Regions from separate parts of the Sus scrofa genome. Here region 1 is linked to region 2. Evidence: chromatin contacts called from public HiChIP or PLAC-seq data. All regions are on one chromosome and are shown on one strand. The core of a region is the stretch at or near the end of the contact, and the rest is flanking DNA. Distances in the headings are between cores, read along the strand shown. Region 1 overlaps NFIB (nuclear factor 1 B-type). Region 2 has its middle 50 kb from the start of NFIB.

What was found. HiChIP or PLAC-seq counts read pairs in DNA pulled down with a chosen protein or histone mark.
Region 1: a contact with region 2 is called in an H3K27ac HiChIP or PLAC-seq map of skeletal muscle. The contact joins two enhancer-like sites. A contact is called at or near these places in 5 of 47 Hi-C or Micro-C datasets (heart right ventricle, mesenteric adipose tissue, skeletal muscle and 1 more) and 1 of 2 datasets of contacts at active chromatin or transcription factors (skeletal muscle).

The regions. Positions count from the first base shown.
Region 1 is chr1:208,295,588-208,300,228 of Sscrofa11.1, reverse strand. All of the region lies in intron 2 of NFIB (nuclear factor 1 B-type), which reads right to left. Among named protein-coding and RNA genes, the nearest start is that of NFIB, 120 kb to the right of the region's middle. Within about 2 kb of position 3,243, at least 35 of the 83 cell types and tissues checked have an H3K27ac peak or open chromatin away from gene starts, as enhancers often do. A contact at or near this core is called in skeletal muscle, where this site is marked.
Region 2 is chr1:208,130,103-208,134,684 of Sscrofa11.1, reverse strand. No RefSeq gene overlaps it. Among named protein-coding and RNA genes, the nearest start is that of NFIB, 50 kb to the left of the region's middle. Within about 2 kb of position 2,999, at least 11 of the 83 cell types and tissues checked have an H3K27ac peak or open chromatin away from gene starts, as enhancers often do. A contact at or near this core is called in skeletal muscle, where this site is marked.

The DNA.
Region 1 (4,641 bases), core at 1,994-4,493, 170 kb before region 2:
CTTTTTAACTGCAAATTCCTACTGATATCACCAGTGCACAATTCTTGCACACTCTTAGCACCCTCATCCACACCTCAATTAATAGCACCCACATACACCATTTAGGGAGATGGAAACCCCATCTTCCTAAAACCTCACATTAAGTTGTTGGCCTAAATTCCATCTCTTAAGGCCACTCCCTCAGCTCCTTCCAAAATGCTACTAAAATACCTCCTTGAGCCTTCATGTCTCATCTGACAATAGTCTGAACCTCCTCAGGCAAAGAGAATTTCCTCTTCACAATAAAGTCAGACTCCATCCTCTGCACTGCCTGCAGGAAGCACACCATTTCAATCCTTAAAACACTTTGATAGCTCATGACTGCCCATAACAATCTATGACATCCTTAGCACAGCATTGAAAACTGTTCATCATCTGGTCCTAGCCCAGCCGCACTGCTCACTAGGCCATCAGACAACTTCACCTTGCACCTCTTCTTCTATCTAACTTCTCAATGCCTAAGCTCCAACATGCCGGGGAAACTCCTAGAACACGCTGTGCAAGTGCAAGGCTCTATGCCTTTGCCCGCACAGATTCTATCTCAGAAATATCCCTTTTTTCACAGCTAGATGAACTCCTAACTCACCTTCCGAAGGCCTTGAATTTTGTCTATCTTCCTTGAATCTCACTTTCCCCCACCTAAAGAGGCCAACCCCCAGGCCTGCAACACCTTGCTCATATCTCCAATAAAGGCCTTTTAACACTGCCTCCTGGTTGGCGGCTTAGATGCTGCTTCCCTGCACAAGACTGTGACCTCCTTCTATTGTACTCTGTCCTGTATAATTCAGGGAGTTCATTTCAGCTGCAGAAAGGATATTATCTTGGATACACCGTCCATGAAGAAATTGAGACAAAGAGCATTAATTTCCCAAAGAAAAATAAAACAATCCAAAGAAAAGTTTCATAATGACCTACCAATTTATACAGTTAATTAACAGTTAGTATTTAGGATTCCAACTTGTACTTACTAGATTTACCCATTGTTTATTTTAGGGGAAAAAAAAAACAACTTGGGATAGACCGTGATGGAAGATAATATAAGAAAAGGGATATATACATATATATATATATATATATATATATATATATATATATATGTGTGTGTGTGTGTATTCATATATGAATGACTGGGTCGCTCGCTTTCCTGTACAGCAGAAATTAGCACAACATTGTAAATCAACTCTACTTTAACAAAAAGTTTGTTTGTTTGTTTTGCTTTTTAGGGCTTCACCCGTGCCATATGTAAGTTCCCAGGCTAAGAGGTGAATCGGAGCCACAGTTACCAGCCTACGCCACAGTCATAGCAATGCCAAATTGGAGCCGCATCTGTGATCTACAACCACAGCTCCCAGCAACACCTGATCCTACCCACTGAGTGAGGCCAAGGATTGCACCTGCATCCTCGTGGATCCTAGTCGTGTTCATTAACTGCTGAGCCACAAAGGAGACTCCCAATAAAAAGAATTTTTTTAAAAAAACTACCACCAACACAAGATTGAGCACCAAAAGATTCCATGATGCATCATCCTTGGAGCTCAGTCTACAGCAGAGGACAAAACATTTTTTGTCCTTCTCTTCATGCAGCATACAATTTAATCTGTGTTGTGCTTTTATCACTTGCTAACAGGTAAAATAAGCTGCTTAAATTTTACAAATAAACAGTATCCTCAGGTATTATATTTTGAAAATAGAACTGACATGATACACACACACACACACACACACACACACACACACGGATTTAGCTGTGAGACAAACATTTTTTGTTTGATTTTTGTTTTTAAAGAGTAAAACATCTGAGAGAATAAAAGCCATTGCAAATGCCTTGTTTAGCTGTGATGAGCAGAATGCATAAAGGTAATATGATGGCAAAAGAGCTATTGGAGGATAAAAATAACAAGACTATAAAATAATAAGAGTACAACTTCAAAATTCTCTGACCACTATCATCTCTCAGGATGGCTGAAAGGGATCTGGTGATGAGCTTTGGGAGCTGAACAGAAGAATACAACTTCAAATTGAAAATTACTTTATGGTCACACCCCACAGATTGAATGGTGTTGGAGCCAGACTAAACGAGGCACTCAAATGGAGTCCTGAGGGGAAAATATAAGAATGGTTTGCTATTATGAAAATCCACCATTAAGTGGAGAAAAAAAAAAAAAAGATAATTTTTAAAAACCATAAAAACCAGAATCAAGGCAAAGTTTCTAAATGGTAAGACATGAAAATATGAGCTGAATGCCTTCTTTGTCTTTAAAAAATGAAATATCCATACGTTTGGCATGTATATGGTATTCTCTAATTTATCTGAGAAATGTGTAAACACATCTATGCAAAGAGCTATCATGAAATGTGATGTCATATTCCTTATGAAAAAAAAAATTCCCTTTCTCAATGTCAATTAAAACCAAATTTAGCTTTAAAACTCTATGACCTCTACCATTTTTTTTTCTAGGTTAGCTGAAAAGGATCTATTGACTAGCTTTGTGAGCTGAAGAGTTGAATGCTACTTTAGATAGAAAATTATTTCTTTCACTCTATAAGAATAATTATCACGGCGATTACACAATTATTATAATTATATCTGTAAGAACTGTTATTGGGAATTTATCTCTGAAACAGTCTCATGCATTGCAGGGGACATTTATCTTTTTTAATGATCACCAACACAAGTGTCTTTTTGTAGCTATATAAGTGATTCTACCTCTTTCTATTAATATCCTCTCGCAGGCTGAAGAAGCCAAAGGAGACAGCCCCCACAGTTTTCTCCCCTTAAAGCAACTGTTTCCGTCAAGCCGGGCCTGTAGCGGTTTCTGAGACAGAAAGCTTACACTTCCCCTTCATGGCAGCACAACCTTCACCATGTGCTTTCCTATATGCATGGAAACCCCCCAACAAAGCCCCTCCAATCTGTGTTTCATAAACTGTACTCTACGAGAAGTAGCAATAAAGTTTATTACAGACCTAAAGTATCTGCCTAAACCCGGTTAATTGAAAAGTGGGTGGAGAAGGCTGCCAAATTAAATGTTTACATTAGCACAGCTGTATTGTAAAAACATTCTGCCCCCTGTGCTTTGTAATTATAAGATATTTCTGGACTGTGTATCTCTACAAAGTTTATCTCCACTGCCAAGAGTGTCTTGGCACGGAGCGGCTGCAGTTTTTGGCAGCCAGGAGCTCGCAGCGCGGGCAGGATCTAAAATGGCTGCCAAGCGGCCTCGTGAAATGTCGCCGGGCCGGCCCGCCTCGCCTCGCCTCGCCTCGCGCGGAGGCCGGAGGGCGGCGGCCGCCGGGCCTCGGAGCAAGCGCGGAAGCACGTTTCCCACTGCAAGGGGCTCGGTACGACACCCTGCTTCACAAAGCGGCCTGAGACGCGAACGCCAGAGCACCCCGGGGACCCTCCCCGTCGCAAAGGGGCGCCCAGGGGTCTCCCCTGCATTTCACTGAGGCCTAGGCCCAGAGGGCCCTCTCCTCGTGAGAGAAACCCGATCAACTTTGTGGGAAGAAGTAAAATAAGAACGCCCCACTCCGGGGACATGTACTCCAGCAAAAGCATGAGCCAAGCCCACATTTTCCTATTTGCAAGGGCATGATTTTGACCCGGACTTAAAGTCTTTCGCAAAGCATGGGTGTATGCAAAATGAAAACCTCCCAAATAGTTCACGGGCTTCCTTTTCTTTCCTTAAGAGGCTGTGCTTCTCTTACATCATCAGAGTAACACATTTTAAGGAAGGAAAAAAAAAAAAAAAAAGATTTAGACCCTTCTATGGCAAACATCCAGAGCACAAAACCCACTTAATTGTAAAAATCGAGACCAAATCCATGGTGTATGCAAGTTCCAAGGATTGACCAAAAGGAGGGAGGGCAGGGGAGGGAGGGGCTGACTGGAACTCTTAACTGTCCAGGCTGCTCGGAGTAGGAAGGCAAAAAGCCCTTAAATTATAAACTAAAATGCTTCAGAAGGACACCTAGATCTCACAGGATGTGTACTGTCTCTGTCCTGTCTTTTCTCTATTAAAGTCCCAGCTAAAATGCTGTGTCCACAGCTGCCAAATACTACATAATGAGGTCACTGGATTTTTTCTTTTAGGGTGTTCCACAATTGTAAGCTTAGGTTGAGAGACACGGCAGGCCTGGTGTACTATACTTCAATCATTACTAAGCTTCATCTGAATCCAACATTGTCTCTGACCAGAGAAAATTCAGAAGTGAAAGATGAATTCCATAATGCTGACCTGGACCTGTGGCACTCATTACACTCATACTGCTTATTCACTAAATGCCCAGTCTTTCGAGCTTTAATTGTATGTCCACACACAGCACAGCCACACCAATGATTTCCACTTTATTTCTTAAAATCTTCAACATTATAGAATGTCTAATGTCTCTGTAATGGTATATTTTGAATACTGTCTATTCACTAGCACTCACTTGAAATACATACACACACATACCTCTTGGACCTTTGTAAGACAGAACATTTTTTAACCACTGTTAAAAAATTCTGAACAAAAGACATTTAGGGATTTTCAACCCTTGCTTAATTAGTTATCAGGAGGATCAAAGTCCCATAGTTGGAGAACAGCAGGCCACTCTTAA
Region 2 (4,582 bases), core at 1,750-4,249:
AACATTCTTGCAAACATCATTTTACACTTACATCTTTGAGCAGTTGTAGGAGTACTTGTCTATGTTCTCTATGATGAATTCCCAGAAGGTGAATTATTATTGGGTCAAAGGGTATGAGCACGTCATTTTTAATAGCTATTGCCAAATTGCCCTCCAATAATTTTATACCTATTTACACCCTCACCACATTGTAAGAAGGAGCCCATTCTCCCCTCAACACTAAAATCAAGCAATTTAGGGATGTCTGATGTGAGTTAGAAGTTATTTCCCTTTGTGAGCTTTTTCCCTTTGTGAACAGCTAACAGACATCAAAAGTATCCCTCTTTCCTTGATGAACCCTCTGCTTTGAGTGAGCCAGTACCCAGACAGATATCTAGATAATGTGAGAAGCGAAAATTCTAACACCTGAGGCTTGTGCATGGCTGGGTTAGAGATAATTTGCCAGTGAATGTATAAACAAATGTGTTAGTTACAACTTAATTATTAAAGAAATACAAACTGTTCTGACTTGGGGGCTACTGTCTTCATGTAAACAGCACATTTAATCTTTCAGCATTAGAATATCTACATCTGCACAGTTCCTGGAATTCACCCCTGTTTAGTAGAGCAAAGTAATTTGAAAAATCTATCCTTGAAAGGTAGGTGAAAAGTAACTTTGAGTCTGCCTGTCTAAGAAGAGCAACATTTACCAACATCCAGTCCTAAGGAGCTTTTTTTTTTTTTTTTTTTTTTTTTTTTTTTTTTTTTTTGTCTTTTTAGGACAGCACCCATGGCATATGGAGGCTCCCAGGCTGGGAATCAAATTAGAGCTATAACCACTGGCCTACACCACAGCTACAGCAATGCCAGATTTGAGCCACATCTGTGACCAACACCACAGCTCATGGTAGCGCCAGATCCTTAACCCACTGAGCAAGGCCAGGGATTGAACCTGCGTCCTCATGGATACCAGTCATATTTTTTTCCACTGAGCCACGACGGAACTCCATAAGGAACTCATCTTGAGAATGCCTATGGTTACATCTCCAGAATTAAGATCACTGGGCAATAGACTGGTAAGAAACTTGAGGAGTTACCCAATCAAAAGATTTCAGACTTCTACTCCACAAAGCCTTGGAGTTGCTTCAGGGAGACAGAAGATGTTGATAGAGGAGTAAGTTAGCAGGAGTTAAGGGTTCATGTTCTTCTAATCCTAATTCCACCACAAGAGCCCTACTTTGATGTGCTTCACATGGTGGGTTATCTGGAGCAAGCTGGTCCTTACTTCCCTCATCTATAAAACATACGTGCTAACAGTACCTGTTACGAGTAGTGAAGATTAGGAGTTACCGTCGTGGCGCAGTGGTTAACGAATCTGACTAGGAACCATGAGGTTGAGGGTTTGACCCTTGGCCTTGCTCAGTGGGTTAAGGATCTGGCGTTGCTATGAGCTGTGGTATAGGTTTGTAGATGTGGCTCGGATCCCGCATTGCTGTGGCTCTGGTGTAGGCTGGTAGCTACAGCTCTGATTCAACCCCTAGCCTGGGAACCTCCATATGCTGCAGGAGCGGCCCAAGAAATGGCAAAAAGACAAAAAGATTAAAAAAAAAAAGAGTAGTGAAGATTAAATTAAATAATACTACACACATAAAGGGCTCAGTCCAGTGCCCTGCACATGCCAAGGATTCAATAAACATTAACGAATTTATTATCTAAGATTTTCCTGTGAAAAAGGATTTTGCTGCTAAAAAATACATTTCAGAAACCATTTTTTTGTCATCTTTCAAACAAGGTGATTATTTCACTAAAACAATTTATTTTTATGTTTTTTTCTTTTTACAGTCACACCTGCAACATATGGAAGTCCCAGGATAGTGGTTGAATCAGAGCTGCAGCTGAGGCCTGAGCCACAGCCATGCAGCATGGGATCTGAGCTGTGTCTGTGACCTGCTCCACACCTTGTGGCAATGCCAGATCATTAACCCACCGAGTGAAGCCAGAGATTGAACCTGGATCCTCACAGAGACAATGTCAGGTCCTTAACCTGCTGAGCTACAGTGGGAACTCCTAAGGTGATTATTTCAGATGGAGTAATTTTGTATTTTATTTCCTGATTCCCATCCAAAGAGGCTAACTCTCAGATCCAGTCCACTTTTATGGAGACTGCAGGGGGTGGCTCTGAGGATAAGTGGCCTCCCACACACCAGAAGGCGCCACTCACCAACAATCTGACCAAGCTCACAGTTCCACTATCTGTGTTCTCATTGATTTCTAGAAGAAAGAGGAATAAAGAAAATAAATTTTCCCTTCTTTACTGTGGGAGAAGTTTCCCTGCAGGTTTACCATGAGATGAGACTTGAACATAAAGGTTGTAAGCTCTTAAAAGTATTCCCTAGTTGCCATCTTTTCCATGATTATGAGGACAATTAAAAGGAGTCCAGCAAGGGACATTTAAACCTTCTAAGACTGGCTGAATTTTCTATTCTTGGCCAGATGTTTTTAAAAGGAAGAACTCATGCAATAAACATACACCCTTATCAATAATCCTTTTTTTAGGAAAGCTTGTCTTTGTGTAGGGGAAGTTTTCAAGTTTTCGTAATGAATCACAGACATAAGGCTGGAGGGAGAGAGCTTCAAGCTCTTTCCTCTTTGAATGGTCTAACATGAGACTGAAATCCAGGGAATGAGGAGCAAAGCCTTCCAAACTGTGTACCTTTTCTACCCAAATACTCCTTGCATGCCCATCCTTCACTGCTGCTGCCTGACAGCCACACTGGGGCTTGGGGAGGGGCTTCTTTGTGCCAGGGCCATTTGGGGTCTGTAGTAGACTTAGGAACAAGTAGACATAAAAGCTATAGAATTAAGGATTGAAAACAGCATTTAATGAAACCCCTCCCTCCAGACACTTTTGATCAAAGTCTATCCTTGCACTAAGACAACCGATCTACAGTTGCATACATAAAATGTTGGCAACACTCTGTCCTCATTGCTTTCAACAGCGGCTTTAGACCTCTGAAACTGGGCGTCATCCCAGAACTGAGATCCAGTTGCATTACGCATACCAGGAGACACACCACCACAGCCGAAGCCCCAGCAACCACTTTCTTTTAACCTCGCGTCTGTGAAAAATTACTTTCCAAAAAAATAAGTGAAACCCGATGTCTTCTCCGGGTGGTTATTTTTGCGCCTATGAAGTCAATAAAACTCTCCAGATTTATTAGCCAGCCCTGTTGCGGAAGACAAGACCACTTCCTATTCCCCAGCTGAAATGTGTGCCATTCCTTTCTGTAACCTTTTGACCACAGATTTTTAATTGTACTCATTTCTCTTACTCTTCCCAGCAAATTTGTCAGAACCTTCTAAGATAAGTGGCTTGGCCTGCACTAAAATCCCAATCTCTGGCATTTGAAAGTGACAAAATGAACACATTTCAGGCTCCTCTAGCTTTTCTTCTTTCCCTCCTATTTTGGAGGGGCCCTCTTTTCTTTGCATCAAAATCAGCATGGAGTTTGGCTGTCACTCCTTCAACCACTCCAAGCACTGAAAGTAACACTTACTAACGAGTTATGCTCCTGTGGGTGTCCACCAACCATGGGATGTTGACCATGACAATGACAACTGGAATCAGTTCAATTTACTGCCAGGGTATTTACTGAGCCCCTACTACATATGCCAGGGTTCTCCTGGGTATGGAGATGCCCAAATGTAGAGGATACTGTGCATTCTTTCCGGGAGCTTAGTGTCTGCTAGGGGAAATAAACATGGTAACAAATCAAAGTCACTGAGTGTGACAGATGTATTAATCAAAAAAATCTTGTGGGATATAAAGATTAGAACATGGAAAGGTAATGAAGGGCTTCTCAGAGGAGATGACCCTTGGACTATGTGTTTAAAGATGAATCGGAGTTCTTCAGATAAACTTAGGGAAGGACATGCCATGCAGAGAGCCTACCAAGTGCAAAGGCTCAGAGGTGTGAAACAGCATGGTGCATTTGGGACACAAGATGTTCTGTACATTGGGAATGAAGGTCAAAATGTTGTGAGCAACCTGTGTTCACACATGAAGGTGGGTAGATATTTAGGGGAGGAGGAACTACTGAACAGGTTAAAGACTTGGAGCGATTGTGGTAGCATGATTGGGGTGGAGTGTGGGGGGGGAACAAAGGGCTGAGTACTACCCAGGGGAGAAGTGAAGAGAGCCTGAACTATGCCAGTGTGACGGGAATGGAGAGCAAGATTTAGAGTGACAGCAAAGAGGAAGACCTCAAAAGGTAGAGAGTGGTAAATATTCCCACTCCAGAATGATTTTTAAGCAGTTGTATTTTATTATTTAACAGTAAAAATTACCTCCCAAAGGCTTTTAATATTAGGGTATTGACTTGATAATTTTTTTTCTCCACCTACTTCCAGAAATGATTTGAGATAGGAAATAAATTCTGTGTCTATAGCCAGGACCACTGTGTCTGGCTGTGTAACCCTGGCCATGTATGAACAAATGAAGAGCATGTGTAGGACATTATCCGTGGCTCAGTCATTCTGAATGTCATTCAAAGAAATTGCACTATCTTTACTACCCAGGACTTTGATTATCCTTGTGTTAATA